Linked DNA regions of Bombyx mori: region 1 is linked to region 2. Evidence: chromatin contacts called from public Hi-C data. All regions are on one chromosome and are shown on one strand. The core of a region is the stretch at or near the end of the contact, and the rest is flanking DNA. Distances in the headings are between cores, read along the strand shown. Region 1 holds the start of LOC101739127 (protein singed). Region 2 overlaps LOC101740327 (epsin-1).

The links. A called contact is a pair of places that touch in the nucleus more often than the background predicts.
Region 1: a Hi-C map of middle silk gland shows a contact between it and region 2, with 1.6 times the contacts expected there. The contact joins the promoter of LOC101739127 here to the enhancer-like site in region 2. A contact is called at or near these places in 2 of 7 Hi-C or Micro-C datasets (middle silk gland and whole pupa).

What each region holds. Positions count from the first base shown.
Region 1 is chr17:616,259-619,059 of ASM3026992v2, reverse strand. LOC101739127 (protein singed) reads left to right here and starts at 1,430. Exons shown (of 10, transcript XM_038017024.2): 1 at 1,430-1,784.
Region 2 is chr17:549,998-552,710 of ASM3026992v2, reverse strand. It overlaps LOC101740327 (epsin-1), which reads right to left. Exons shown (of 12, transcript XM_062673229.1): 3 at 1-53. Among protein-coding and RNA genes, the nearest start is that of LOC101740327, 19 kb to the right of the region's middle. Within about 2 kb of position 1,335, at least 3 of the 8 cell types and tissues checked have open chromatin away from gene starts, as enhancers often do.

The DNA.
Region 1 (2,801 bases), core at 181-2,680, 66 kb before region 2:
AGACCTTAGATCTTATATCTGAAAGTGTGTGGCGCATTTGCGTTGTAGATGTCTATGGGCTCCAGTAATCACTTAACACCAGGTGGGCTGTGAGCTCATTCACACACTTAAGCAAAAAAAAAAAAATTGCTGTTCTCATTTTACCATTACTGACGTTACGAATACCTTACAGTTTTCGTGGTCACGGAAGACCCTAATACAGTTAGATAACAGTAAACGAAAGCTTAAATCGTTAATGCATCTATGTCTACCATCGAAGAAAACTGAAGAGACTACAACATTGTACAATTCTACGAATAAATAAATACAATTTATATTTTATTTTAAAGTTATGTTTTCAAATTGGCCTTTAGTTTCACTAGCGCGTTTCTTTAAGAATACATTAAAGTTTTTCCTTGTGAAGTCGTTCGAAACATTTTCTAATCCACTTATGTATCTAAGATAAAGAGAAACCGCTAATATAATATGGTGATTTGCCACTCATATTTTCAACAGCCACCTTGTTCCCTCAGCGTAAAATATATGTAAATTGTGCGCAATACCGTTTGCCGACTTTTGCCTCTTTATACGATGTCAGAAGAAAGTAGGTACGTAAATGCGTGAAGTATTCTATTGCTTTGATATTTGGACGAGCTCACGGCCCACCTGATGTTAAGCGGTCATCAGAGCCCATAGACACATCGTAAACATCGCCACCCACGTTGTGTGTGAGAGAGAGAGAAAGTACGCTGCATTTGCATTGTACACAAAATAACAAAGAAACAAATTACACTTGTGACATAAGTTCTAAGTCTCAGTTTTACGGTACAACGATAAATAATTACCGGCAAATTGTATGAAGTGGCTATTTGCTAAGCCTTAATTCTTAGACGTTATTTTTACACATTAGATACCTACTTACCCGCCCAGGCGTAGCTGGAATAGCCTCTTAGACTACCAGCAAATAGGTAGGAAAAAAAGTTTCCTACGCCATTTTATGACACTGGAATTTACAAAAAGCTTTCTTTGATAAATCATTCTTTGAAGGATCCCGAGTGGTAGGCAGCGACCTTACTTTGCCTCTGGCTCTAGTTATTTGTAAAAGTGATGGTGACCACTCATAACCGACGAGCATCTGATGATGAGTACCATGAAATGCACGTTACTAGCAGTAGAACCAAAAACCTAAGAATATTATGCTCACCAAGACACCTACAAATTCAAACACACATATAAATTAAAACAGCACTTTTGTAAAAATTTTAATTGCATTAATTAGTTACAGTATGTAAGTAACTAGACAGTGAACAATTTAATGAGAAGTGCAGAATATTTGTAATGAGATTATCAACTTTATAAAACTAATTATTGCAGGGAATGTTTTCAAAATTTCACGCGTATAATTTATGATTCGTTTAATATTTTATTGGTTAAGTGGAAGAGCATTCTATTTTCTCATTGGATGTGCATTATAACGGGTGTCCCGCGGCTACCTTCACTCGCGTCATCTCAAGCGATCACCAAGCGCCATCTTCAAGCCGTTCAGTCCGCCGCGAACAGCTGTGGGAGACGTAAGCGTTTATAAAAATTTTACATTTTAAAAATTCACCGGACAATATAAACCGGCAATTTTTTTTAACTGTAATTTACGATAGATTCCGACAATTAAGTGTTAACCTAATTGATGAAAAGTGAAGACTGATATAAATAATTATTATATTTTTGTAGTTAGTGCATTTTGTGGTTTTCTCGCGATCTCGCGATTGCATTTCTTCTGCGGTGTAAACCAGCTCGAGTGTGAAAAGGTGAGTTTTTATAATACTAGAATGTGTCTGTTAGGTTGATGGCCGGGCGCGCCGGTGCCCGCTCATGGGGGAGTCGGCTCCCGCGAATCGATTGTGCCAGGACGCGGTGTACATACCCCTACATACCTAAATGTTCCGGGTGTAGGGTGGAATGGTACACCCTCACTCTGTCGTGCGTATAGAAGCACGTATTTGTCGTTTCACTTATTGTTCGTGATCTTGAACTAGCTGCGGCGCACCGACTCTGTTATGAATATAAATTATTTATAAACACCTTTTGTTCAAAGATGTTGAATGTTTTTTCAGCTGGATTTATTAGCCGAGCTGGGTCTAGTGGGGACCTATAGTAAACTTGCTACCTACGTTTGGAAATAATCACTACCCTCGCATACTTAGAGAAGTAATTTTATGTAAATTTAAACAAAGAAATTTGTAGTTTTAATCTTGCCGCATACATGCCTACTTGTAATAAGTGACTATCAAATGAAAAATAAAGCAAAACTTGCATATTATAACTTACTTTTTAAAGGAGCACGGTTCTAGTGTGCGTCTTTTTGTTTAATAAGTTGTGTTATTCTTTAATACATTATGCTGCAGATTACCTACCTTAGGTGCGTAATAAAAAATTTCGAGTTTAGGTATGAAACATGCTATGAAAGGAGTTTTGCCTCTTTCTTTGGAACATTCTGTAGACTGTAGCAGTGTACACTATACGGATTCACGTTGAGGTTTTACATGAGCTGGTGTTAGACATCTAGGTATATTGGGATTTACGCTATGTAATGTTATTAAAATATTAGCCATGGTCGGACGGGTCAGAAGTCCAGTGTATTCGTATGGAGTATTCCAGAGTTGTAGCCGTGCCGAGGTTGAAATCATTCAGACAGGAAATAATTTTCTTTCACATTGGTAGTCGTACCTTATGACCCAATAAATATCGATTGTTCTAAGTAAACGTACGCAATGCGTTCACGAACGATTTCAACGATGAGGGAATAAAAATAACAACAGAAACTC
Region 2 (2,713 bases), core at 86-2,585:
AGCGTGCTGGACGGACCCCATGGGTCGTTTGAAGTCGCCTCGCGAACTTTGACCTGGAAAGATGAATATGTCGGAGACGGTCATTAGTTTAGCAGCTAAACGAAACGCAGCACGATTCCTGAGGGATGGCAGCACGATTACGGTATCGTCTGAACTCGGCTAACTTCGTGCTAAGACAGAGCCTAGCCGATGGAGGCGCGTAGATGCCACCACACTTATCAACCAGCCTTCTTGAAGACTGGGCCTCCGTCCTAAGAACTGTCATTCGTTTTCGTTTGCTAACGTCAAGAGAGGATTTCTAAATTGTTCTACGAAAACAAGCGTGATTGGTGTACTAAATATTTCTCTTAACTCGATCATCCTATTCGCCCCTGTGATGTCTGACGATTGTGTAAATATTGTGGCTTCTCCGACAAATATATTTAGAGTTTGTCAATACTTTGGTAAAAGGGTCTTCCTCCGAGTCAGCGATGGACGCAATCTCAGATGGTAGTAGACCATGACCACATACTCTATCATATATCACGACACGTCCCTAAACAACCCCAAGCTGATTTCGTTCCAAGAACATCTCGACACTAAAAAGCGCTGCATATTACCGGGCCACGTGTTGATCATCTCAAATTTAACAGAGTTCAACAGATAACGATAACAGAAACACGAAACCGCCATGAATGGTACATCAAAATTTGATATATCGGAATGTCCGCGTGGCGTCGGACTAATTTAGTACCACGTCATGCCTTCCCGTGAGAGCGTTAAACGCGACCAAACGATTCACCGGACAATAGGCAAATTCGTTGTCCGATTATCACATTACAACACTGCGACTGTCAACTGGCATTTGGTAATTTGGTATGTCATTTTCTATTGATCGGTTTTTATACTTCTTCTTCTTCATCGTTCTCACTGCTGAGGATCGCGATCACATGTAACTTTAGCTTCTCTAATTCATGTCTGGGAGACCGCATGTGTCCGAAGAAGCTCATAACATGTTCCCGGCAGATGGAAGAGAGCCTTTTTCGGATGTTTAGCTCCCTTAGAATGGACTCGTTAGTTCTCGTGGCAGTCCACTGTATTCGTAGCATCCTCCGCCACACCCACATTTCGAATTTTATTCCAAGGTGTCAATCCTTCATCGTGGAAGACGTTCGTGAATATGTGTTGACTTAGAAAAATCGGTACCAGCTTGCAAGTTGCGAACACCTGCTTAGTCGCATCGCTTGATACGATATCTCAAGGCGCCTTATTCTTTACACGCGGACGACTTCACACTTTACATTGTTACTGCTTATAAATGAGCGTTACTAAGAGGAAAATAAAAGGTGCGAACAGTTTCATTGAGCGCCCATATGAATACGTATCTCGTAATGCAAGTGTGTGCATATCGTTCTAGCGCACATCAATGATAAGCTGAATAAATATTGAATAGCGCTAATGGGATTACGAGAAGTGTGCAATAACTGGTTACATACTTGAGAACATTAATGTACTTATTAAAAAAAAACTATCATCGGACCAGTTGTGATATCAGATAAAATCACACACATTAAAATAAAACCAGATTTTTTTTCCCCTTACCTAATGGCTGGTAGTCTACGTCAAGTGAACTCACGGGTTCAACCTGATAGAATTTGTTAACTCTAGGCCTAGCGTAAGCAGTGCTTCGCTTAAATCGGATTGGAGTCTCCAGCCATTGAGAAGTCCCGCGAGAAACTTAGTGGGTTGAAACAAGAATAATTATTTCTTACTCGTTATTGGAAGCATCAGCGTCTAAGACTTAATACACGAGTCGAAGTAGCGACGATGTCAGTCGTTTAGAGCTACAAGACGTAGTGAATGCGATGTTATCATTTGTATAACATAACCTTTCCCCCAGACAATGCTCATGATGAGAACAGATAGGTCAGGTATTCCAGAGCGGCCCAGAGCACCTAGAAAACTATGGCCCGAACGTTTCACCCGCCACAAAAGAAATGCGGCATTTTAACCTAAATCTGTATAGACGTTTAAGGGTTCTTCAAATTCCATAGCAATTACTGATGGTTTAGTTTCGCCTTGGAAGACAAGCGGCGGCTCATCGGACGGGGAATGGTCACTGATGCTCACGTGCATCATTAACGCTAGGTGCATAGAGAACCGACTGATGCTGAGGACTCTCTTCAGACATAGAGAAAGACATGTAATTGCGTTCAGGAAGCAACTAAGAAAGTTAATTTCGGGGGGGAAATTCGCTGTGCCACTTGGCTTTCTGCTCTGGAATTTTTTTTAAGGGTGAAAAACTGGGGCCTACCCTAATTTTTTTTTTTATTTGGACACACCAACAGCAATTCATACAAAACATCCAAGCTTAAAATTAGCAAGTATAAAATTAAGTCCTGGTATGTAAGCCAGTTACAGGTATGTACAGCAATCTCTTATAACGCACTGACATGTTACAGCTATTTTACAAACAGCGGAAAAATAGGTTAAATTTAAATGTTAACAGTATAACATTAAAAAAAAATTGAAAAGAACATGAAAACAAGAGTTAAATACTTAACATTCTATTATCTATTATATATAAACAAAGGAACTTGGATACTATAACTTATAATTTGTTTTTGAGACCAGGACACGTGTCGTTAAAAATGTCGATGCCGTCAATTAATAAAATTAACAATAATAATAATTAATAATAATAATAATAATTAATAAAAGGTCTCTATACTAA